4 separate regions of the Mus musculus genome follow, and all the other regions are linked to region 4. A link is a contact called in public HiChIP or PLAC-seq and promoter capture Hi-C data. All regions are on one chromosome and are shown on one strand. The core of a region is the stretch at or near the end of the contact, and the rest is flanking DNA. Distances in the headings are between cores, read along the strand shown.

Region 1 (6,403 bases), core at 3,058-5,557, 870 kb before region 4:
ACAGTGTTCTGCCACACAAGGGAAGGAAGAAGTCATTGTACAGAGAGAACATTTGTTATAGCTTAGGGACATAGCCTTCTCTGAGGGCCTGGGCCAACCTCTTTTGATTATGTATATTGGTGTAAACATATGTTGTAAAAGCACGTGTGTCGTTGCTGATCATCCCAAAGCAGAAGTCACTTAGCTGCCCATTTACAAATCATAGACAAAAATGTGGTATGTACATTGGAGCATCATGCATTCTTGAAAAGGAAGACAATTCTGATACATACTATAAAATAGATTTAACTTTTGTATACACATGTATACACACACACACACACACACACACACACACACACACACACACGCACACACACATATATTTGAGACAGAGTCTCATTAGATAGCCTTGGTTGACCTAGAACTTGCTATGTAGACCACACAGGCTTCAAACTCAGAAATCTGCCTGTCCCTGCCTTCTAAGTGCTGGGATGGATGAACCTTTAAAGATTACAAAGTGAATAAGCTGATGAAAGTACAAACACTCTGTGATTTTGGGGGCTGAGACGGGTCACCTCCAAATGTGGCCTCCAGTATATGATGAAGTATCTTGAAGAAATTTCAGAAAGAAAGGACAAATCTTACCTTCCTACCACCTTTCCCCTGTAAGAGGTTCCCTGCTACAAGGACACAGAGCAGGTCCTGCTGTCCCTAGCTTATTACGCCCTGTGTGCCACATTCAGTGAACACCACCCTGTGTTCATTACACTATGTGTATCCCTTTGTCTTATAACGCTTTTTATAGCTTTCCACTATTCATAAAGCCTGGTATGAAAGCATTCTGCTTACCCCAGAATTTAGACAGTTGAGTCAAGGAAATTAGGATTCAAGTCCAGCTTTATTTATATAGCAAGTTCAAGGCCATCCTGAGTCATATGAGACCCTTTCTCAACAAGAGAACTTTAGCTCTTTTGATGCACATTATGAGGCTGATGCGTAAAACTTGTATCACATACATTGCATGGTCCCCTTGTTTGTCTTCAGCTTGTCACAGGAGTCTGGCTTTTGGAAGAGTGGAGGAAGACGATGTTTTTCTTACCGTGGATATGGTTCTAGGTGGTATAAGAGGTGCCGGTGCTGGTGTGGGCAGCTTTAGCCCAGAACAGCCACTGGTTTGTGGAAGATAATCCACTCCCCCTCAGGGACCAGTTGCTGCACCAAATCCTTTGACTGTACAACAGAGAGGGATCTCAGAGTAAGGGAAGGTTAGTTTATTACGGAGACACCAGAGTTAGGACACTCGGGGGCTGGAGAGATGGCTCAGCGGGTAAGAGCACTGACTGCTCTTCCAGAGGTCTTGAGTTCAAATCCCAGCAACCACATGGTGGCTCACAATCATCTGTAATGAGGTCAGATGCCCTCTTCTGGAGTGTCTGAAGACAACTACAGTGTATTTACATATAATACATAAATCTTAAAAAAAAAAAAGGACACATTTTAAATAGAAGTGGAGGCATTTAGAGAGGGCCATTAGGAGCCAAAGAAGGTGTTTTACAATGAGGTTTAAAGATTAAATAGTTTATTTATTTTAATTTTTCACAGCATATTTGTCTACAATTAAGATTAAGCAGAGTTTAAAAATTAAAGTTACAAAGTTTCATTAAATATGAACTGGTTTGCTTGGTTTTGTTTGTGGGTTTCTTGTTTTGTTTTGTTTTGTTTTGTTTTGTTTTGTTTTGAGAAAGGGTCCTGGGTGGCCTAGAACTCACTCTGTAGACCAGGCTGGCCTCAATCTCCTAGAGAATTAAACATGTGGCCACAGTGCCCTGTAGTTTACTTGTCCTTAAAGAATTTCCTCTACAAATGAAACTGGGGATGTGGAAAGAACAGCTCAGTGGATCCAGGTTTGATTTTCAACACTCAACTTGGGTGGCTCAAAGGCTCAAAATCGTCTGGAACCCCAGTGCCAGGGCATCTGAGACCCCCTTCTCTTTCCATGGGTACTGGGAATGTGTGTGGTGCAGATATTCTCGCAGACTAAACACTCACGTTTATAAAAATAAACTAAGGCCCTTTTCTCAGGGGCATTGTTTGGATTCATGGATGAGAAGAGGTGAATGGGGTTAAAGGTCAAGGTCAGATGCAGCAGGAGTCTGCTTTAATGTCCTCATTCAAGAAGTGTCTCGGAAGATAAGGGCTGTATCTGTAGGCAGTTTGATTTCATCAGTGGTATTAAAGTTTCTAGATTTTGGCCAGATACCCAAGGGATTTCTTTTCCTTCTGTGTGGGGTCAGTCTTTGGCATCTACTATCTTGTCTCATTTAGTCACACTAAGGTAGTTAGTAGGTCCTGGAATCCAGGAGATGCAGGTGAGCTCAGATAAAAGCAACAGAGGATCTCTTGGTTGTAGAAAATTGCAAACCAGGAAATGCAGGGTCAGGCCGAGTAAACCAGAGTTGCCCAGAGGCAGGGTAGGCTGGAGCTCAGAGATCTTGTGAGAGCGCGCAGCTTGCTGCTTCTTGAGGGGAGATGAGCAGGAAGGCTACAAGTGTGGAGGTAGAAATCAGATCAAAGGTAAGTGCTAAGTCTATCGGTGTGTCCGGGTCAGGAGGAAAAACTGGTCTGTCTGATATTTTAAAAATATTACGCCGAGCATGGTGGTGCAGCACTCGGGAAGCAGAGGCAGGCGGATTTCTGAGTTCGAGGCCAGCCTGGTCTACAAAGTGAGTTCCAGGACAGACAAGGCTATACAGAGAAGCCCTGTCTCAAACAAACAAACAAACAAACAAACAAACAATTACCCAGTGTTGCTAGATTCTGAAAAATGTCTTTCTGGTAACAGTGTCCTTCGTGGTATCTGTGTGGCAATTTTCCTCTTGTCTTAAATCTCTCAGGCCCAGAAAAAGATTCTTGGCCTCCTTTTTGGACGTCCTTCTTGACTTGACAAGGAGAGAGGGAACAAAGAAGCCAGAGGAGGACAACCAGTGTCTCTCGTGTGTCACCCTATTTCCTGAGTGATGGCCTTGCAGTGAGTCTGGAGCTAAGCTAGCATCCTGGAAGTCCCAGCCATCTGTCCTTCTGTCTCTGCTCCCATCCACAGCCCAGGCAGGCCTACCACCCCTGGCTTCTTACATAAAGGTGTAGGGGGTGTGGATTTGGGTCCTTAAGTGAGTGCACTAAGGGCCCTTACCTACCCCTCCGATTTGACTGTTATCAGCATAGTTTTAGTTGGGGATGGCAAAGCTGTAGAGAGAGGTGATAGTTGTTCTTGCTCTTGATGGCAATGCAGTTATCTCATGTGCCCATGGTACCTAATTTAAAGAAATTCTTTGTGCATGCATGTGTATATGTGTGGAGTGTTTGTGTGTATGAGTGTGAGTAGCGCTTGCCACAGAGTGTGTGGTCACAGTGTATGTGTTCGTTAGAGGATGACCTCGGTTATAGTCTTCACCTTCCAACTTGTTGGAAGCAGGCTTTCTCATCTGCCATTAAAACTCCAAGTATAAGCCTGTCCCTTGAGCTTCCTGGGACTCTTCTCCAGTCTCCTCCTCCCATCTTGTCTCAGGAATATGGGCTGTTATTCAAGTTCTAGAAATTTGAACTCTGATCCTTAACATCTGAGCTGCAAGCACTTTACCCCCAGGGGCATCTCCTTATCTCACATGTTAAATGTTTTAATATCTTTGTCGCCCTTATAAAACACTCAGGGTGTTATATGCCCCAACCAGTCCTTAAAACATGCACAGAAACATGCCTAGCTCTTGAACTGAGGCTCAAAATACCATGGGTGATTAGGACGTGGGTCTTCACAGTGTCTTGCCCTCTCTGTATCCTGTTATGTTCCTCCCCACACGGGTAGAAGAAATCCCGGAGTAGAGTCTGAGAAAAATAAAAGTGAAGACAACTGAAGATCCCCAGAATAGTGAGTCTTCTTAGAAGAGAGGTGAATGGACGAGACACTTTGAAGGGATTTCCAGGTATGGTGTGAAACAGAGATCTTGAGAGTTACACTTTAAATCTCAGCCCATGGAAGACGATGAGTTGCTACAGGACACCTTCATAAGAGCTGGCCATCACAGCCCAGGGGAGCATTTAAAGCTTACACATGATCCGGGGGCGAGGGTCCCCTTTACCTCAATTCCCCTTTGACCTGGCTGGGATGGAGAAAAGCGCCCAGGGAGAAGGGAAGGAATCCCTTGTGGTTGGGTGAAAGGTAACACAGAGACTAACCCACCCGGAGGGAAGGGGCTACTCTGCTAGGCCACTATAAACAGGAGCTGGGGTTTGCAGACAGCAGATGTCTCAGAGGTGAGTCACAGATGCGAGCCCAGCCAACCAACCACCATAGCTTCTAGAGAACTGTTTTCATCCATAGTTTTCTTTCATCCTTGTGTCTGAGACAGCAAACAATTTTTTCTTTTAGTTTTGTTTTATGTCTTTTGCCTGCATGTATGTCTGTGCACTATGTGTGTGCCTGCAGGGGTTGGAAGAGGGCATCAGATCCCCTAGAGCTGGAGTTATATATGGTTTTAAGCCACCATGTATGGGTGATGGGAACCAAACTTGGGTCCTCTGCAAAAACAGCTGTGTTTAACCCAAGCTGTCTCTCTAACACCTGAGCTAACTTTTTAAAACCATCCCCAAAAGGTAGGTGATTTTACTTCTGAAATTATATTGTACTGCTAGGGAAGTGTTAGTGATCTCCCCAAAAAAACAGACAGGAGCTGAGCTGATGCAACTCACAGCAGGGTCTTTATTCTATTTGAGCTAGCTGCCCCCCCACTCCCACCCCTCAGGACACCACTGTCACATGGGACTGTTTTGGTGGTAGGGGATCCCTGAATGTCTATTGGGGCAAGGCTTTATAGTAAGCAGCAACTGGGGGCTGGGGGGCGAGTGTGCAAGCATCTAACTGGAAAGCTACTGTGCCCTTTAACATAATTGGCTGGTGCTGGGAGTCATATCATAAAATTAATTTCTGTTCCCCTCTACATTGGTGGTGGTTAGGCAGGGGGTGGGCTTGTAACCTGGGGGCGGGGTACAGGTTTGTTGGGGGAATAACCTGGGGGCGCTGGTCTTGTTGGGAATTAGCCCAGAGACTGGAGCTAGGCTCAGGTTTTGTTGGAGGGCATCTAGGAAACTAAGGCTAGGTTTACGTGAGTTCAGACTTAGGTCAGGTCTAAAATGGAGTCTGAACGTAAAAGATTTGTCCTCTCAGTATCAATGCTTTTGTGACTGCTTATTCCAGATTCCTTATTTGTGACTATAACAATCAGAAAGTTCTGAAATTTAAAAGATTGACTAAACTTAATGTTCTTTTAAAAATGAATTTATCAAGATGGGGTTTTATGTAGCCAAGGCTGGCCTTGAACTCATAGAACCATGATGACTTTGAACTTCTGGTCCTTTTACCTCTAGCTCCTGAGTGCTGAGATTCCCAACTGTGTGTGCATCAAACATAGTCATTATTGTATGCATTGTATTGTATGCATTGTATTACAGTGTTATGATAAGAGAATAGCTTTCTAATACTATAATCAGTACTGGAGCAAAATATTGAAACATTGTGGTATAAAGGGGGAAATTTGGCTCAGAAAAGAATGCCACCTCTTGCCTTCTGACTGTGCTTTTGGTTAATGGTTTTAACTCATTATGTGAGTTTTGACTCTTTGTTGAGGGACACTGTCAATTATAATACATAGCTTCAAGCTCTAGTGACAAAGGTGACAGGATATGCAGGAGAAACCATCTATGGCCCTGCATCTTTGCCTTTTTTTCTGAGCCTTTGAGAGGGAGAAAAATCCAGTGGTGTCTGGCCTTTCCAGTCTAGAGATGAGCCAGCATGTTAGCTCCATTCGACGAGTTTGATGTGACGTTGGACTAAATGTTCCCTCCCAGCCATCTTCACGAGATGTCCAGGTAAATTTATGTGCTCAGCACATTTTACCGACTTTATTAGGTAAGGGAGATTTTTGTCTTTTCTAAAACTGTTTTTTTCTTGCTTTAAAATCTCAAGCCAGCAGTTCTAGTGTATACCTATAATCCCAGAGGTGGAAGCAGTAGGGTTGTAAGTTCAAGGCCAGCCTGGGTAACATACTAGGTCTCATTCTCAAAGACTCAAACCAAACCAAAACATTGTAATGCCACCTCCTGGAGTCGCCTGGCAGTGTGCCAGCAGCCTGGAGTGATTGCTTTTGGCAGAAGGCCATGGAAACATCCCTGCCTCTCCTCTCTGTGATTTATAGGTAACGTTGACACATTGTTGAAAACAATGACCATACATAGCGGATGTGTCAGGTGTGGGCTCAGTCACTGACTACAGTGGAAAAGGAAAGGGCCCTGAGATCCGTTCCCTGGGCGGGTCCATCACATGCAGACGTGGTTGCTAGGAGCCAGAGCTCCAATCTGAGAGCCCACTCAA
Region 2 (6,552 bases), core at 2,383-4,882, 820 kb before region 4:
AAGTTGTTCTGGCCTCTACACATGTGCCATAGCAGGGCAGAGAATATGGGCTGGAAGGTACCGAAGGAAAATGGCAGTGAAGGCACGTTTTAGTTAGGGTTTTACTGCTGTGAACAGACACCATGACCAAGGCAAGTCTTATAAAAACAACATTTAATTAGGGCTGGCTTACAGGTTCAGAGGTTCAGTTCATTATCATCAAGGTGAGAACATGGCAGCATCCAGGCAGGCATGGTGCAGGCAGAGCTGAGAGTTCTACATCTTTATCCAACGGTTGCTAGTGGAAGACTGACTTCCAGGCAACTAGGGTGAGGATCTTAAGCCCACACCCACAGTGACACACACCTACTCCAACCAAGTCACACCTATTCCAACAAGGCCAGATCTCCAAATGGTGCCACTCCCTGGCCCAAGAATATACAAACTATCACAAGGCAACTCCAGACAGTGGCTGCTGATGCTACCGCAGTCCGTATTACGAAGCCAGACAGTGTAGAAGATTTTTGGGGCAGTATGCACGACTCCATTTTATTTGTGTGGATTATAGAAGTTCCTAATTGTGTGACTGATTTCTGCTACTCGATGGATGGAGAGTTTGTAACAGGCTCCTTGGAAGGCAGCTTACTAGCTGCTTACTGTCCCCAGAGCTGAGGAGACCATGTCATGTCTTGGAGAGAATGACTCACATGATGGGCTCAGCTGATGCTTTGAACTCTTATGGTAGAGGAGCAAGGAATGTCTGCATGTTTTTTAAGGCATACCTGGCTATTTTCATGTAATCTAGGCTAGAATCAAACTCAAAGTAATGCTTCTGCCTCAGCCTCCCTCCTGTGCTACCATGCTTGGATCTCTTGTGTGTCTTAGTTAGGGTTTTATTGCTGTTAAGAGATACCATGACCAAGGCAACTCTTAAAAGGCATTTAATTGGAGCTGGGTTACACTTGCTGAGGTTTAGTCCATTATCATCATGGTGGGAAGCATGACTGCATGCACACAGACGTGGTGCTGGGGGAGCCAGGAGGAGACTGGATGTGTTTTACACGGTTGCATCAAGGGCCTGGCCACCACCTGGATGAAAATGTCACTGAAATGCAGGGAAGCCAAACAGGCAGGCCTCCTGAGTCTCTGAATCTGGCCTTGATGAGAACACTTGACACTAGGAATGTGGTTTGCCTGGGTGTCCATTTAGGGCATAAGCACAAAGCAGAGTGGAGGTGTTGACTGCTCCACCTACCCGGTACCTCGCCTTCTCTAAGTAGATCACACCAAGTACAAAAAGTGTTCACAGGCTACCAACCACGCTTAAAAAATTGGCTGTTGCTAGTTAAGTCATTTTTTTTCAGTGTTCTATTCCTTTTGTTTCATTTCCCTGATAGAGATTTTATTTTAATTTTTAGAACTCCATTCATTTTGTGTATGTGTGTATTTGTGTATGTGTGTGTGTGTGTGTGTGTGTGTGTGTGTGTGTGTACATACACACATGCCATGATATATGTGAAAATCAGAGTCAGTTCCTCCTGCCAACATTTGGGTCTTGGGATTCAAACTCTGGCCGTCAGGCTTGGCAGCAAGCACCTTTACCCACTGAGCCGTCTCCACACCCCTCACAGAGGTTAAAGCCTAGCTTTATGCACATTGCACCTCCCAGTTATTTTTTAGAATGAGTGAATTGTAACTTTATCTTAATGGCTACATAGTATCTGAGTGTACAGACCATTTGTAACTCATTTTGGCCACTTGGGTGGTTTTCAGTCCCCTTCCTCAAAGCAAAGCTGCTGTGGCCCCCTTTGCACATGTGGGGTTGTCACTGGGAGTGAGATTGTGGCCTGGCAAGAGGGGATCCTCAGCAGCCTCTCCTACTTATCAAAGGGATGGCTTAGCTCACACTGTTGGGCATGCTCTAACTCTGGCCTTCCTCTTCCTCACTGCTGGGAAGTTCTGGTCTTAGTGAGTCCTCCCAGCGAGAAACACACTTTCTCCTTTCTTCCTTTCTTCCTTTCTTCCTTTCTTCCTTTCTTTTAAAAATTTTTTATTAGATATTTTCTTTATTTCCATTTCAAATTTTATCCCCTTTTCTCATTTCCCTTCCCAAAACCCCCCTATTCCATCCCCCCTCCTCCTGTTTACTAACCCACCCACTCCCACTTCCGTCTTAGCATTTTCCTACACATGGACATCGAGCTTTCACAAGACCAAGGGCCTCTCCTTCCATTGATGTCCCACAAGGCCATCATCCTCTGCTACATATGCAGCTGAAGCCTTGAGTTCCTCCTTGTGTTTTCTTTGGTTGGTGGTTTAGTCCCTGGGAGCTCTGGGGATACTGGTTGGTTCATATTGTTGTTCCTCCTATGGGGCTGCAAACCCCTTCAGCTTCTTGGGTCCTTTCTCTAGCTCCTCCATTGGGGACCCTGTGCTCAGTCCAATGGATGACTGTGAGCATCCACTTCTGTATTTGTCAGGCACTGGCAGAGCCTTTCAGGAGACAGCTATATCAGGCTCCTGTCAGCAAGCACTTGTTAGCATCCACAATACTGTCTGAGTTTGGTAACTGTGTATGGGATGGATCCTCAGGTGGGACAGTCACTGGATGGCCTTTCCTTCAGTTTCTACTCCAAACTTTGTCTCTGTATCTCCCTTCCATGGGTATTTTGATCCCCCTTCTAAGAAGGACTGAAATATCCACACTGTGGCCTTCCTTTCTCTTGAGCATCATGTGGTCTGTGAATTGTATCTTGGGTATTCTGAGTTTCTGGCCTAATATCCACGTATCAATGAGTACATACCACAAAAAACACTTTTCGAAGATCCAATACTTACACCAAAGTATTCTACATAAAAACAGAACATTGAGACTGAAGGATGTACTTCAGTTTTCAAATTCTTTTATTATTTGTCTTTTAATGATATGTGTGTGTTTGTGTGTATCCATGTGTCTGCCACATGTGTGTGGAACCCACAGAGGCCAGAATCAGACTATGAATCTCTCTGTAGTTGTAGATACAGGCAGTTGTGAGCTACCCAACACAGGTGCTCAGAACCAAACCTGCATCCTCTGCAACAGCTCTATATGCTTGCATCCTCTGAGCTACCTCTCTAGCTCCTTGGCTGCAAAATTCTTGCTTGGCCTGCAGGACGCCTTGCATTCCACCCCAAATACCAAATAAACTGGGCCAGGTGGTGCACAGCTGTATTAGTATCTGGAAGGTAGAGGTGGGAGGTTAAAAGTTCAGGGTCAGCTTCAACTACATAGCTAGTTTGAGGGCAGCCTGGGGATGCACAAGACCCTGTCTAAGTAAGTGAACGAATGAATAAAGCATCCAGGTTGCATTCAGAGGAGCGTATGTTGTTGCTGCATATACTCTGCAACACTTGGACAGAGTTTGTAAAACAGTGCCCACAAGAGCATTTCTGGTAGTAAAAGGGTTAGTTTGAGTACAAACATTTTGGCTCAACAAATAGTAAACTGGTCAGTGTTTGAGTTTTTTAAAAGTGTTAGCTTTTGATCCTCAAGGCTCAGTACATTGCAGAAGAAAGGGTGGAAAGAATGTAAGAATGGCTGTGAACTGCTGCCCTCTGCCTATGTTGTCTTCCAATTCAGGAACCCACAGCAGTGTGACTATCTAAGAGCAAAAGACTCTCGCCAAACCAGCCAGTCCACATTCTTGCATGGCTGGAGGCCCCACCCCTAGCTGAAGAGCTATAGCTAGGTGATTGGCAGCTGCTAGGGAGAAGGAGTCTTGTTTTGGGCTGCATGTAGCTGATGGTAGGCTGCCTGTGCCCTGGTAGATGGTCCTACACCCATGGATATGCAGGCAGCACTAACTGCACTTAGTGGGATATGTGTGTGTGTGTGTGTGTGTGTGTATACCTTCATGGCATTATACATATATATATATAATTATTATATATATATAATATTATGTATATTATATATATATATATATAATGCCATGAAGGTGGGAGGGAGAAGGGGGAGGACTGGATATTGCCCTGGACCAGTAGGTCATTCCTCAGGGACAGGTTCCTAGGAGAGAGGACCAGCGGGTAAGATAAGGAAGATAGGAAAACTGGGGACAGAAGGTCTTGTACAAGCTATGCCTTTATGCCAAGGAATATTATTAAGTCAGCATCTTAAATTTTTTGCCTGGGGAAATGGCAGAGAGTTAACAGGAAACTTTTATACAATAGGACAAAGTCAGCAGGAAGCTAATCAAGTATTGTCACACAAAGGGGACACAGGGTACCTCATGCGTGCCATAGACCAGGGACAGCAGTGGCATCTCACGCATGTCACAGACCAGGGACAGCAGTGGCGTTAGGGTTGGCTTCTTAGTATCTGAAGTCACAGCTCTCCCAAGGCCAGGCCCTGGCCTTTACTATCCTTGCCATGGGAAGAGGTGGGACGTGCACCCAGCCAGTGGATTAGACCTCAAGGCAGACCCACGGCTGCAGTCATGGATGCTTGCACTTCTAGCTTTGATCTCAGGCTTAGCTGGTCAGATTTTCAAGTGGAGGGACTTGCCCACATCTTAGTACTAAAGCCAGTTTACACTGAGATGTGGCAGGCAGCACTGTCACCTCACCTCTCACCATGAGCTCCATCCAGGAAACCCGCCACAGCAAGGCTTTGTCCCTGGGCTCCGTCCAAGAGCAGTTTCTCCTTTCAGTGACACTAGCCCCACTTCAATGACAGAACTGTCCACCCCCAAATCTGCATTTGACAACTCTACCTCCTGAACAGCTCTGTTGATAAAGCTTCTCACAGAGCCTTGCCCTGTGTCCTGTATCACTTTCTGCTTCTATTTTCAGGACAGCCCCTCTTGACTGTAGCCTCTCATCCATTTCTTAGTCATTCATGAATGAAAACGTAACTAACTAACTAACTGAATGAATGAATAAATGAATGAATGAATGAATGAATGAATGAGTGAATGGAGGCCGTGACTAAGGGGTTGAGGTTTTTATTATAAACATAAGGGAGAACACTGGCAGAAGTATCTGGGAGAGTCCACACTGAACATGACCAACAGGCTGAACTGTGCCATGTGAGGAGGGATGGACAGGAGACCAAGAGACCAAAAGGGCTGACAGCCAAAATGGCTGAGGTCATATAGGGGAGAATAGCTGGGGAAAGAATAGCCTAGCCCCTGGGCTGGAGAGCCTAGGGTAGAGGGTGGGATACACCAGCCAGGATGACTCTGTACCAGGTCATCCTGAGAGAGGCTGGCTGGGCAAATAGGCAGCTCAGCCATTTCTCCCAGGTTTGACACCTAATTCTTTGTAACCCATGAAATGCAATGTGGGACCTGAGAGCCCTTAGTTGTTTAGCTGGGAGTCGAGGACTTAGGACTGCTGGAGGTCATGACCACAGAGTGAAACCAGAGGCATTTGGTGTGTTAAAGCCACGAAGAGTGGTGTGGCTTGTGAATTTGTTGTTTAACACACTAATGATGTAGAAAGTCAAGCACACATCTGCGTTTCTGACATAGCTTGTTCGTGGCATAGTCCATCTCCTCTCTGTGGGCTAATTTCCTACAGTCCGGTTGCTGCCCTGCTGGGTGCTGAGGAGCAGCCTGGCCCCCTCCTCTTGTGTATCCTGTAGTTTATACATCCACCTGCGTGGCCTCTCTTGCCTCCTTTCTTTTTGGCCAACTTTTCTTGATTATCTTTAAATCCCATTGGGGTTCAAGTTAGTTCAAGGGTTAAACCTGGTCATAAATGAATGATTTTAGGAGATCTGGAGAAGGAGCCAATAAAGGATTTCTCATCCCAGGGCTGAATTTTACATCTGCATTGTGAAGAAGAGAGCAGAGATCAGAGAGGGTTAGCGCCAGAGCATCTGCGTTTCCACACTGTGTGACCTTGCCTGGGTTGGTTAACTTCTCTGTGCTTTTGATGGAGATAGTAAAAATCATTACTTTATACCTTTCTTTAGTTTTAAGCTCTCCCAGCTCCTGGCTGAACTTAGCAGTGCCTGTGAGTAGACACTTGGTAAGCTTTGCTGGTGGGGATAGGTGGAGTTAACCGAGGTCTAAACTCCCTGACTTAGACATTGGGGTCATGACAGGGACACTTGATGGGGTTATACAGTGTTAGCAGTGTGAGACCTGGGTGTCTACCTGAAGAGGGGCCTGGAAGAGGGGCACGAAAAGGCAGGGATAGGACATGCATTTCTCAGGAGGTCATGGGGTGATGCATCTTGCTAAGTTTAGTGTGAAAGCAAAAATACAGTGGCTAATCCATTGATGGTTGGGTTAGTTTGACTAGCAGTGGCATTTAGGGTCAAGCATGTACATATATGTATACACATGTGCACACTCACGTGCAATGAGTGCCGTCTCTGGGCACAGCACCATTGCATCCAGGTCATTTCTAAAATAAGGACAATGATACAAACTTCCCAAGCCTCCGCCTTGCCTGGGCCCTGTGCAGATCTGTAGTGATGGTGAGCAGTCATGAGAGTCTGACTCTTATCAGGAGCCAGGGTGTGTGTGACCAGGTCTGGTGGCAGTGGACCTTGTGGTTCTGAGTCAAGCTCACGGGGGAGGTGCC
Region 3 (6,672 bases), core at 863-3,362, 810 kb after region 4:
TGTAATTAGGACCAGGCTGCCCCCTCCCCTGAGGAATTCAAGAAGCACTCCCTTTCCAGAGAGTGCACAGGAAGAAGCCAGTGTCCCCAGGCGCATTCTTCAACAATCAACAAAGTGAAGCTACAGAAATGACCAGATGAGTTGGTTCAGGGCCCCAGGTGGAGACCCGGGGTCCTGGGAAAGTCCCTCTGCACTCCAGGGCTCACCTGTCTTCTTTTGTCAATGCCCATCACCATTTTCAGAGTTGCCCTGGGCAGTGCAAGTCGGGGGAGGGGCTTCCAAGGGGGAGGGGCTTCCAAGGCAGAAGGTGCAGCTGTGCAGGAAGGGTGAGTCTTGTGGCTTCAAGAGCACAAGAGATGAATCTTCCTAAGGTTGCTGCAAGAAAAAGAGACTTCTCTATGGGTAATCACCTCATCTCAGGAGAGAAGCTGGGACACCAGTGGACATTTAAATCTGATCTCTCATCACCAGCAACACATGTGGGTGCACACACATGTATACACAAATGCTACAGCTACACCTATAGATCTCACTCAGGGTCATCACCTGAGTCACTTGGCAATGTCTGGAGACCTATCTACTCACCACAGCTAAAGGAGGAAGCAGTGGACAGGGGATGAGTGGACAGAGGTCATACACGCAGATACTGCGCTTGAGATAGCCTCACAACAGAGAATGGTCTGAAGATGTTGTGCTGGAGATAGTTCCACAACAGAGAATGATCTAGCCTCAGATATCAAGGCTTAGAACCCAGTTATAAACCTACCTATAGACTTTTGTCCAACAAGATCTTCTATTTACAGCCAGCCTCCCTGGCCACCATTTGAAACCTCTGTAAAACCCACTCACGTGGTTGTCATTGGCTACAAAGGTGATGGCAGGCAGCTGACAGATCTGGCAAAGCAGTTTCTTGTTGCTTTATTAGTGGAGATGCTACGGGGACACACATCTACACACCATCATAGTATCTGATCACTCACAGTCAACGTCTCGGTAGAAACCCCGAGCTAAGCTCTTTTGGATGATGCCAAAAAGGACTTTGGAGACATCCAGAGTCCTTAAAAATTGGCAGGAGGCTGGAGATGTTCCTGGGGCACAGGGGTGAAGACAGAAGGGAGACCGCCCTCTGCTCTCATGTGCAGAACAAAAACAGGAACGCCAAGTCCGAGCTGTCTTGTCTGGTTTTTGCAGCCTTGTCCTCTTTTTGGTTTTTGGTTTTTTGGTTTTTTGGTTTTTTGGTTTTTGAAGTGTTTTGGGTGAGACACTGAAACTCTAGAGTTGTGATCATGATACAAGATGAAATATGGTTTGACAGATGACAAAATTTGTCCTTTTACTAATTTAGCCTAATTTTTCCTTGCAGCCATATGGTCTCTGACACGGTGAGTGTCACAGGATGCCCAAGGTCTCAGCACAAACAAAGTCACAAAACCACGTCTGTGCATCCGGTGACATGTCTCCTTATTTAAGGCCTCTCTCACACACATATGTCTGAAAGAGCTCAGAAAAATGAATAGGGAGAGGGCTGTCATTTCCCTTGTAGAAGTGACAAGGATATTTGAACATAGCTAACGTAATGATCTAATTGGCTCTAAGGTTAGAAAGTTTGGAGCACCTCAGCCCCTCTGGGCTCTGCAGACTGTCAGGTGGTATCTAGTGTTATTGGTGGCAACACAGCTGGACTGATCTGATTTGGTGACTTATTTTTCTTCTCTAAGTTTGTATGGATGTTCATATGACTACAAATGTGGTGTGTGTGTGTGTGTGTGTGTGTGTGTGTGTGTGTGTGTGTGTGTGTTGGGCGGGCGTGTCCAGGACAGAATAAGCTCAGGTATCATTTTTCATCTGTCTAACTTTTACTGAGACAGGTTTCTCACTGGCCTGAAGCTTGTTAAGTAGGCTAGACTGACGAGCCACTGAGTCCCGGGAATCTGTGTGGGGCTCTGCCTGGCTCCAACTCCCTAACACTAGGTTAGGCCACTACTCCTAACTTTGTGTATGGGTCCTGGGATCAGGCCAAGGTCCTATGCTTGCACGGGAAGCACTTTGCTGAGTCATCTTCTCAGCCCTTGCTTTTGTTTTGTCTACTATTTTGAGTCAGAGTTTTGCTGCGTAGCCAAACCATGCTTCAAATTAGTGGTCCTCCTGCCTCCTCCGCTTTCTGAATGCTGGTATTGTAGATGTGTACCGCCACGCCCGCCGAATTCTGTTTTTCTGTTTAAAGTGATACAACAGGAAAGGCCTTCACCCTCCCTTCCCTTTCTCCTTCTCTCTCTTTGTTAACAAGCTTTTCAAACCCTCAAAGCTGTGCTGGAGAAATGCTGATGAAGTTATCCTGTTGAAATGGCAGGCAGAGCTATCCTTGGACACTTGCCAAAACGCCCCTTCCAAGGGAGAGTCGGTTTGTTCCTTCCCAGGACTCTTTTCTTAGAGGGCAGACGCTGAAGGCAGGCACCCCAGGAAATCCCTCTGGTGGTGTACAGGTGAATGTGCCTCTAGGGTGGAGAGGTCACTGTCGCTTTTGGAATGTAAACACCCTCTTTTAGACTTTAGAGTCTAACTTAAAGGAGGGTATGTAACTTCACTGCAAAGGGAAAGTGGTGTCTTGGTGGTGACAGTCTCTTGGCAGAGCTGTCCTGGCCTCTGGTTGGAAAATACAGCACTAAGGGGTCTGCCCAGTCCACATCTTATAGGAAGAGAAGCAAGCAACAGAGCCAGAGCCAGCGGACCCGCACCACACCAGCGGGGCCTGTGCCACACCAGCGCCTCCCCTTGACTGTCACATGCTCTCTCCTCCTCCCCCTACCTGCCCCAGCAGCCTCTCTGAGAACAGTGCACATGTGGGACACTACCTCTGGGTCTGTTTCAAAGCATCACTCAGCTCATGAACTGTCACCTTCGAAGTGTTCGCATTCATTTCCTAACGCTAAAGATGGTCCCATCATCCTGAAAAAGGACACATTTTAGTGCCCGCCTTTGCCTGCTGAGTATCTCTGCCATTGTCCCCGAGGTCCTTCCCCTGTGACAGGAGGCTGCTGAGAACAGAGTCTGGGCTAAGAAATTTTACTAATACAATGCTCCAGAAAATGGAGATTAGTGCTCTGGAGACCGTGAGGGTCTAAGTGTTCACTTCGTGGGGCTGGAGAGATGGCCCCAGCAGTAATGTGCTTGTTTTGAAAGTAAGATGACCCAACACACAGGTAATAATAATAATAGTAATAGTAATAATAATAACACATCTGGAACCTAGAGCTGGGGAAGCAGAGACAGATGTGTCCAGGGCTTGTTGGTAAGTCAGCCACCCTGTCTCCCAAAACTAATGTGGAGAAATGATTAAGAAAGACATTTGATCTACACACACACACACACACACAGAGAGAGAGAGAGAGAGAGAGAGACAGAGACAGAGACAGAGAGACAGAGACAGACAGACAGACAGACAGACAGACAGATACAAACAGAGACAGAGGCAAAGGCAGACACAGAGACAGAGAGCAAATAACAATTTGCTGCTTACACTTTTCAAACAAATTAGCTGGGATCATCTCAAACATAAAGTAAAATACCTTTAAAATGCCCCCCCCCGGTCTTTTACTCTGTAACAGGAATGTCAGTTTCCCCCCTAAAGATTAGAAGTGAGGGAGGAGAGATTTCAGGTGCAAACAGCACTGTTTCTGTCTCACCCACGCAGCAAAGATAAGCCTATTTCTTGTCAGCCAGGTAGCAGCCTGAGGAGAGAGCATCACAGAACCGTGTGGAGGCTTCAGAGAAGCACCCATCCAGTAGGGACCAACAGGAACAACTGCCTTTTCCAGAACTCACCAGTGACAGATGAAGACAGATGAGGGGGGCTGGCAGGTGTCACTGTGAGCTGATTTAAGGTCTGACAGTGTGGCCTTTCACCAAGCAGCCGGGTAAATCAACGAGCACAGGTCGATAGGGATGTGGGAAAGAATCTCCCCATCTTCGGGAGCCATCTGTCTCTTAAGTGCAGCTGTTCATCGAGTCGGGGAAGAAACCATTCCACAGAGTAAGGCTGAGATTGCTTCACACCCTGATGTGTAACTAAAGTCGCCCCTGAAGGATTAGCAGGGGAAGGAGTTTCCATAAAGCCTGGAGGGTGAAAGGTGGCACTGCCATGCAGATTGCTTTGGTAGACAGCACACCTACTGCCAGTAAGTGTTTTTGTGTGTGCATATGTATGTGTAGTTTGTATGTATTATAAGTGTGTGTGCGCGCGCAAGTGTGGGGGAGCCTTCATGGAGTAGCCAGGAATCAATCTGAGCTGAGGAATCAAGAGTCCCTCCACCTTGAATTTCAAAATAGGGTTTCCCATTGGCCTGGACCTTCCATCTGACTTGCCTGACTCACCAGTGAACCCAGTTACCCACCAGTATCTACCTCGCTGGTGTTGGGTCCATGTATCCGTGTCACCATCTTTTCCACACAGGTACTGGAGATGGAAGGAACCCTGGTCGTCTTGTCTGCATTCCGGGTAAATGTGCCTGAGTTCAAGGTCAGCAGCCCCACTGGTTGACCACGTTCAGGCAAATTGCCCTCAGAAGAGGCCAGAGAACATTGCATTTGCCGGCATGCTCTTCGCAAAAGGCAAAACTCATGCGACTGGCGCCAACGAAGGCCAGTGGCTTTCAAACCAAGAAGGTCAACTGGGAGTGGGACACAAACCCCAGCGTCTGTGCAGTGGTCGTGTGCTGGCCATGAACCCTTGAGAAGGCAAAGGAGAAGAGTGAACTGTGTGAAAAAGATGGTGACACGTATACATGGACCCAACACCAGCGAGGTAGATACTGGTGGGTCATGGGTTCACTGTGAGTCAGGCAAGTCAGATGGAAAGGTCCAGGAGGTAAATTCAAGTATGACCCCTGAGATTCTTCAAGTTTATCTGGCCACATCCTTCCCTGAAGGACGGCCCTGATTCACAGAGCTCTCACCAAGCCGCCTCATCTCCTCCTTTCTCTTCCATTCCTAGATGTCTGTGAAACCTTGTGAGAACAATGTACCTCTTCAGACCTCAGGTTGCCCAGGTGGAAGTGCAGGTAATGACGGCACCTCCTGTGTACAGTTACCGTGACAATGAAGCTCATACTCAAAGTGCCCAGAGCAGCGCTGACAACACCCAAATAAATGTCTTTGCTTCCACTCTTGCTATAACAGGATGCATGAAACTGGGTCACCCGGAAAACACATTTGTTTTGCCTGAGGGTTCTAGAAGGTGGGAAATACGAAGTCAGTCCTTTGCTGAGAGCCTTGTGATGTTTCAGGTCACATGGTACCTCATACAAGAATGTATAATGAGGAAACCTAGACAGTGGACAGACAGACACACAGACACACACACATACACACATTCATGACAACTCTCTTTCTCTCAGGACAATAAACCCTTCCCACAATAATTCATTCAACCCTGTGTGTGGAACTCAGTACCATCATGGGGTCCCTGTGACCCAAGTATTCCCACAAGGTCTTCTAGCACGGCCAGAGCAAGGACCAGTTTCAACCTGAGTGTCCAATGAGGCACCCACCCCATGTCACACAGCAGGGTGGTGTGATTATCTCTGGTTGACACTTTTTATGCATTGACAAGAGAGCTGGTTGGGGGTGGGTGCTAGATGAGACAGAACGAACCTGCCTGGAATCACAGTCCTGGCAAGCAGGAAGCCAAGCCAGGTGTGAGCTCACACACCCTCTGAGGGCTATGTGTACACTGCCTTCCTTCTCTGCCTCAAAGCCCTCATTCCCAGATTCCTGTCATAGGACAGTCTGCAGGCAGGAATAACATCTTTGGACAAACAGCACTGATTTCAAGCCTGTGCTTTTCTTGTAGTCAATCTGCTAGTTTCTGAACACCAATCCACCAGAGGGTAGACTTAGTCACCACCACCACCAGCCACATACCCAGGGGTCTTTCTTTTTTTCTTTCTTTCTTTCTTTCTTTCTTTCTTTCTTTCTTTCTTTCTTTCTTTCTTTCTCTCTCTCTCTCTCTCTCTCTCTCTCTCTCTCTCTCTCTCTCTCTCTCTTTTCTTTCTTTCCCTTCCTTCCTTCCTTCCTTCCTTCCTTAAACCTATCTTTTTTTAAAAAAGATGTATTTATTTACTATGTATACAGTGCTCTGCCTACATGTATGCATGCCTAGACACCAGAAGAGGGCACCAGATCTCATTATAGATGGTTATGAGCTACCATGTGGTTGCTGGGAATTGAACTCAGGACCTCTGGAAGAGCAGACAGTGCTCTTAACCTCTGAGTTCTCTCTCCAGCCCCTTAAGAAAATCTTAAAACCCGGAGGAGTTGCACTGTATAAGGCAAACCTCACTACCAGCGGACTCAAAACAAGCCAGGACATGGTCCCAGGGTTAAAAGAGCTTAACCCACTGGCTCAGAGAGAAAGAGCAGCCTAGGGGCTGGAGACCGGCCCCTTAGTCATTTGACGACATCTCATGCGCCTACAAGAGTTTGAGCTGCTGTTCTCTGGAGAAGCTTCCTTTCTTCTCTCACAGTGACCACTCCACTCTCAGCCTGGGCTGGCAGCCAGATGTGCAGGGAAGCAGAATGGATTTCCAGGCTGCTGGGGCCGAAAGGCAGGCTCTGGGTGTCTTCTAATCTATATTTTCCCCTCGAGGAGCCCCCGGAGAAAGAGATTAGCACTTG
Region 4 (6,112 bases), core at 3,570-6,069:
CAGTCAGAGCTCATTTCCTGTGTACAGGGAAGTACAGCTTGGTCTGCATCTAGAGTCACGTCACACAGGCCCCCAGGGCACACCAGCAGCCTGGATGCAGAATCCTCCACTTAATAGTATATTTGTTCTGTGTGAGTGATAAAAGTTTAATGCCTGGGGAAGGCCTTACTCACCTTTATGGAGATCGCTAAGCAGGGCACCTGTTGGCTGAGGAGGGAACACATAGGCATAGGCAGTCAATACGGCTGGGTTAGCTTGCTGATATGCAGCCACTCCCAGTCACTGCTACTTAAAGTGGCCTTGAGTCCCCACGCCTCTCTTCCCAGCACCTCCATCTCACTTCAGAAAAAGTGTCAAACATACAAACAAAGCAGAGGAAAGCAACACACCCAGACCCTTCACCAAGTGTAAATAATTTTGCTTTATTTTGCACATGGCGACCAGATCAGGACCTTGTGTGTCATGTTTTGAGATGGCATTTCTTGCTGAACCAGACGCTTTTTGTTTTGACATTGGATGACTGGCTGGCCAGCGAGTTATCTGGATCTGCCTGCTTCCACCCCTCCACCATGTTAGGGTTACAGGCCAACGTGGTCACGATTGGCTTTAAAACAACAACAACAACAACAACAGCAACAACAGCAACATTTTGATTCATACTCAGACCCTCACACATGCAGAATAAGTACTCATATCTATTGAGCCCATCTCCCCAGCCCTCTATGTTTATTTTAATTATTTCCCAGTCTCTTCTATTTCTGTAAACTGGAAGTTTGGTCCACAGTCACACTTATTCGTGACACTGTACTACAGTGCACATCTGATGTGAGGTTTGTACCTGCCCCTGGCTCAGTGGTCCAGCATCTAGGTGCCTCTGCAGCAATACTAACTCCCTCCCATTTCGGCTGTCAAACCAGCTCTGCTTAGGCCTCTGTCTGTGAATAGACTTCTCATTTCCTTATCCACTTTCATCTGCTTGCCTCCCAGAGTGGCCATGTCGATTTATGGGGCTTTTTGGTACCTCTACCAGAACATAACTTTGGTGTCTTTATCTCCTGGGTTTGCATAGTAAAGGCATTCAAATTAAAAGTACTTGTGTGTGGTAACACATGTCTAGAAGACTAGAACTTAGGCGATGGAGGCAGCGGGATCAGGAGTCCAAGGCCATCTTCTGTTGGCTGTATCTGAGGGTGAACTTGAGGGCAGCTGTGGCTACATGAATCTGTCTCTCACACATGAAATTAACCCAGAGTGGTACTCATACTTATAATCCCAGTGTTCGGGAGGCTGAGACAGGAGGATTTTGAGTTGTAAGTTGACCAAGGCTGCACAGTGAGAGACACTTAAAAAATTTTTTTTAAAAAATCAAGATTTTAAACTAATATTGTTGTGCTGATCCCTGATTCTGTCAGCCCCCTGTTTCAGTGGGAAGTTGCTAGTCTGTGCTCCTGCCAATGCGTCAGCTGGGCCATTGGGCTATGGGTTTCCAGGTGGACTACAGCCCTGGCTCCCTACCCTGTGGTTACATTAGCTGAGGATGAGATCCATCACTGATTTCAGGAGCTCCGGGCCTTGCAGCCAGTTGGCAGAGGTATGAGGCCTGGCAGAAGATCTGTGGCTATGAGTCAGGAGTTCAAAATGCCACTGCCACAATCCCAAGGCTCAGGGAACCAACGAATACTGAACCAGTGTGGTCACACAGGACAAGGAGATAGTGATATTTTGAGCCACAAGATGTGACTATGCCTGCCCGTGGGTGATGACCAATCTCTGAGCTTCAAGGAATATGGGCATATGGACAAGTCTCCAGCCACATTGTCTCCAACACATGGCCATGGCTCACCTGAAGTTTTAAAACTGACTTACAGGCCAGAGAAATGAGTGTAAGTCTGTAGTGAAATGAGACAAGTCTGCTTGCTGTCAAGACCTTGACCTCTAAATTGATATCTGGGATATAGGAGGAGAGAACTGATTGCAGCAAGTTGTCTTCTGACCTCCAAGGATGCAGATCCCTCCCTTCAATAATAAAATAAAAATGTAACATAAAGTTAAAACTCTGATTTGTAAGTCTATTTTAGCATAACATTCTTACAAGAAATCAAAACCAGATTAAGCCAGGATGTGTGTTGTATGTATATGTTTGTATAGGTGTGTGCTCCTGCACACATAGATATATGTGCACATGTGTGCATGTGCAGGTATAGGTTCACGTCAGTGCATTCTTCAATGGCTGGCTAGGTCTCTCATTACACCTGGATCTCATGAGTTGGGATAATCTGGCTAGCCAATGAGCTCCTGTCTCTGGCTCCCCATCTGGGGTTCCAGGTGTGTGCTGCCATGCTTGTGTGTTTTTTGTTTTTTGTTTTTTGAATTTGGGGGATCCAAACTTGCATATTGGGCATTTCACCCACTGACCCACTTCCCTAGCTTCCTGTACCAGTCATTTTTTATCAGAGTGAAAATGTGTACCCTGAGGTTACTGAACAATGAACACGGAGGAAGGGAGAGACAGGAGGCCGTCAGCTCTGGGTCTGCTGCTGATTTATATAGCTACACTCTCTGGAGAGCCTCAGGATGTCCCATGAGGTTGGTGCCAGCAGTCCTGGTTCACGTATGGGGCCGTCAGGACCCTGAGGTTTAGCACCAGGAGGATGAGGCAGAAGCAACAGCAGAGTGACTGCACAGCTGGCCACAGCAGGGCATGCTTTCAAGGACTGTTGGATCTCAGGCGCCTGGTTGTTCTCAACACAAGCCATCTGCTCTCATATGGAGCCTCAAAAACAGAACTGAAATGAGGCACAGAAGATAATATGTGTGCTCCTGAAATCCATCTTCCTGGTTTTCTTCATGGATTTCCAAAATCCCAGGAAGACCTAGAAAGCCCTTCTATCCAGGAGCATCTCCGTGGGTCACGTCTAAATAAGCCTTACTGGTTTCTTCCTTCCTTTAAAAACCAGCATTTCTTTCCACCCCAGGCCCCTTGCACATCCACTTAATTCCCCACTTCCCCTTACTCATTTCTGCTTATCCTTAAAGTCCAGGCTTAAGACAGTTTTCTCAGGGAAACTCTTTTGACCTAAAGTGGGCCAGGCACTTGACTCTGAGCACCCCACTTCTGGTTAGCACCTTTGGTTGCTTCTCTTTGGAGCAGGTGAGTTACTGGACCCCACCCTCAAGGCCTGAACCCTTGAGGTTTCGGATTTTAGTGAATGCTGGAGGCCACGTGGGAGGTGAGCCCTGGCAGCTTCCCTTTTGAGGGACTGAAGTTCCTTATCAGTGAAAGGAGCCTGTGACTTTCTATGAATCAGTGGCTGAATTGCTAGAAATCTTAGTTGTATATTATCTTGAACTGGGGAGGTTCTCTCTCACCTTCCCCATCCAGGAGCTCCTGGCTATTTAAGCTGCATTCTGGACGGGTTGATATAACTGCTCCAGGCTGGGGTGGCCCTGTCTACAGCAGGTAGGCACCTGACCTTTCCAATTCTAGTTGAGTTGGCCCCTCTCTGGCTCTGACATGCAATCTTACACAATGTAGCCTTCATTCTTTTAAACTTTCATTCCTTTAGTCCTTGAAGATTCCCAGGCTGGTGTCTTTGTCATTGTTTCTAGGATGCAAGAGAGGGCACACAGTAGAATATGCAATCTCATTTGCCCCTTCTAATAGCTTGCTGTGGACCCGAGGTCCCCTTGCACCCCTCCCCTTAGTTTTAACCTTTTCTTGGATTCTAATGAACGCTCAGGGTGTGTCTATGGGCAGGCCTTGAAGAAATCGGAAGTATTGCACTTGTGGGTGGCTGGCACTGGGTGAGTCTGAGACCAGCCTCCTTCAGATTAGAGTTGCTAGGAGCTGCTTGTTCTAAGCTGGAACTGGCTTCCTTTCTCTTCCCACTTCCTCTCTTTCCCCACTTCAGCAGGCCCAGTTCCTACTGAACGCCTCAAAGTTGCTGCAAACTAGGAGCCTCATTGTGCTGCTCCAGACCCTCAACACCCAAAGAGATCTGGGCTGTTAGAAACACCCAGGGGCTGCAAAGTCTTTTCCTAGGCTTCTCTTACCAGTGCTGACTGTACATCACCACTCCCATCAGCTACTAGGCACGCTCAATGCGCTCAGACCCTGGCAAAATGGGTGCCCACTTTGAATGAATGAATGAACTACGATGAACTCCTAGCTCTGCTCCAACGCTCTCCACCAGGTCAGAACTGGGGTTTCCGCACTTCACACCAGTGAGTACATGTGTGGTGTCTGACTATTTGTGTTAGATCCAGGCCTAGAGGGCTATAAGGATTTGTGGTGTGTGTGTTCGCGCGTGCACGCTTGTGTGTGAAAAGATAGCACTTTGTGAGGTGCAGGGTACAGTGTTCAGGATGGTGTGCGTGGTGTGTGTGTGTTGTGTGTGTGTGTGTGTGTGTATGTGTGTACCCTGTATGGTACAGAGTGCAGAGTGTTTGGGATGCTGGGTGCTCGGTGTTCAAAGTAGAGTGTGGGTAAAGAGTGCTGGATGCGGTGCAGAGTAGACAGTGCAGGGTGAGGACCATACAGTGCAGATTAGTAGGTGCGAGGTGCACGGTGTTTAGTGGAAAGTAGAGGATGTGAGTTGCACGGTTCCTGCAGCATGCAGGGCGTCCATGGGCTCCGGGAAGCAGCCTGGGTCCCTCGAGGGACCCGGCGGGCCGAGCCCCAGGGCACGCGCGCCTGGGCGGGCTACAGCCGGCCGCCGTCCCGCCTCTCGCCGGCGCTCCCGGCCTTTCCCATCCGGCCCGCGACGCTCCGCCCGCCCCGTCCCACATGACACCGCCTCCGCCGCAAACTTTTTCCTCCCCATCCTGTCGCGGCGGGGAAGGAATGGAAGATGGCGGCCTAGGCGCAGAGTTTCCTGCCCGAGCAGCGGCGGCAGCAGCGGCGGCTCCAGTGGGCTGCGGCCAGCGCCACCATGACGCGCTGGGTCCCCACCAAGCGAGAGGAGAAGTACGGCGTGGGTGAGCAGCGCGCCGCCCCGCGCCCGCCCCGCGCGCAACTTCCCCGCCGCGGCGCCCAGCCTGTTGCCGCGCGGTGCGGAGCCCGGCCCGCCCGGGGCTGGAGCCCGCGTGGGGAACCCGGGGACCCTCCGGGGTCCACCGTGCTCCTCATTCCCGCGCATTCGCTCTGTCGTAGTCCCGTGTGCTCCTGCGTGCGCGGGGCTCCCGGGGTCATTGTTTGTGTGCGTTTTGGCTTCTTCGGGAAACTTCTGTTTGGCATCCGGGACTCCGGGTGGACACTTTTCATTGTGCAGCGCTCGGATCTGTGAAGCCTCCTTTTCTCGCGTGAGGAGTGGCTGCGCCTCCCGGGTTGGGTCGGTGCCGCCTTTCCCGCCCTGGATGGTAGGGGACACTCAGGCGCTCCTGTGTCCCCGGGGCTCTGGAAACGGACCTCGAGGGCGGGGACCTGGTTTTGCCTTTGTCGCTTCCCTAGGGGGTAGAAGGAGTAGGGTTGCAAGCTTACTTTTGATCCAAGGAGTCCCGCTTTCCTCAATGGCCAGACAGTCCCAGAGCCCTGCAGACCTTGTCTCGCCCCCCAGCTAGCCCACATCAAAAGTCAGGTCTGTCTAGGCCTCAGGGCTCGCTGGCATTCCAGATTTGACCATTCCGTTTCCAGGCTCCTGCTCTCTTTTCCCTAAGGATCCTCTGACGCCCAGCCTCACCTGAGCAGAGACTCTGACTTGCAAGCAGGCATTTCTTGGGGATTTGCAAGCAAGCATTTAGGGGAGCTTGCTGCCTTCCACCCTAAGGGCTGCCTTGGGGCACTTTCTCAGCAGCTGTCTGTTCTAGGCATGCCTTCAGCACCGTCTTGCAGGCCTAGTTCATGTCCCAGCCCGCTGTCTTTGAAAGCTTCCCGGAGACTCCAGTCTACAAGGCCGTGTCCTTCCTTTGAACTCCAGTTACTTATTTCTGTAACAAGTAGGAGATGGTGGCCATGGGGGCAGGGCTGGAGAAGCCTAGGGCCCCTACCTCCACTCTAGGCCCACACCCAGGTTTGGAGGATTTTTCCCTGCGTTGTGAACACTGGAGCTGAGCTCCACCTGTGCTTGGCCGACCTTTCAGAGGCCCATGGCAGAGCTGGGAAGGGCTGTTAGAG

The links. Promoter capture Hi-C pulls out the DNA fragments that hold promoters and counts their contacts. HiChIP or PLAC-seq counts read pairs in DNA pulled down with a chosen protein or histone mark.
Region 1: a contact with region 4 is called in a FOXA1 HiChIP or PLAC-seq map of pancreatic cancer cells. The contact joins the enhancer-like site here to the promoter of Dock1 in region 4. A contact is called at or near these places in 3 of 39 promoter capture datasets (cranial neural crest, embryonic stem cells and liver) and 4 of 115 datasets of contacts at active chromatin or transcription factors (the NIH/3T3 cell line, cardiomyocytes, kidney and 1 more).
Region 2: a contact with region 4 is called in a promoter capture Hi-C map of stem cell-derived epiblast-like cells, with 2.7 times the contacts expected there. The contact joins the enhancer-like site here to the promoter of Dock1 in region 4. A contact is called at or near these places in 9 of 39 promoter capture datasets (the 3T3-L1 cell line, 3T3-L1-derived adipocytes, cranial neural crest and 4 more) and 6 of 115 datasets of contacts at active chromatin or transcription factors (the NIH/3T3 cell line, embryonic forebrain, embryonic stem cells and 2 more).
Region 3: a contact with region 4 is called in an H3K27ac HiChIP or PLAC-seq map of embryonic stem cells, with 4 times the contacts expected there. The contact joins the enhancer-like site here to the promoter of Dock1 in region 4. A contact is called at or near these places in 2 of 39 promoter capture datasets (embryonic stem cells and hippocampal neurons), 1 of 484 Hi-C or Micro-C datasets (embryonic stem cells) and 4 of 115 datasets of contacts at active chromatin or transcription factors (embryonic forebrain, embryonic stem cells and forebrain).

Annotation. Positions count from the first base shown.
Region 1 is chr7:133,795,839-133,802,241 of GRCm38.p6, forward strand. The region is part of intron 1 of Fank1 (fibronectin type 3 and ankyrin repeat domains 1); the gene reads left to right. Among named protein-coding and RNA genes, the nearest start is that of Fank1, 22 kb to the left of the region's middle. Within about 2 kb of position 4,308, at least 9 of the 459 cell types and tissues checked have an H3K27ac peak or open chromatin away from gene starts, as enhancers often do. A contact at or near this core is called in pancreatic cancer cells, where this site is marked.
Region 2 is chr7:133,843,734-133,850,285 of GRCm38.p6, forward strand. All of the region lies in intron 1 of Fank1 (fibronectin type 3 and ankyrin repeat domains 1), which reads left to right. Among named protein-coding and RNA genes, the nearest start is that of Fank1, 70 kb to the left of the region's middle. Within about 2 kb of position 3,633, at least 13 of the 459 cell types and tissues checked have an H3K27ac peak or open chromatin away from gene starts, as enhancers often do. A contact at or near this core is called in stem cell-derived epiblast-like cells, where this site is marked.
Region 3 is chr7:135,477,394-135,484,065 of GRCm38.p6, forward strand. No RefSeq gene overlaps it. Among named protein-coding and RNA genes, the nearest start is that of Gm36356, 5.2 kb to the right of the region's middle. Within about 2 kb of position 2,113, at least 55 of the 459 cell types and tissues checked have an H3K27ac peak or open chromatin away from gene starts, as enhancers often do. A contact at or near this core is called in embryonic stem cells, where this site is marked.
Region 4 is chr7:134,665,868-134,671,979 of GRCm38.p6, forward strand. Dock1 (dedicator of cytokinesis 1) reads left to right here and starts at 4,820. Exons shown (of 52, transcript NM_001033420.2): 1 at 4,820-4,977. The coding sequence starts at 4,932.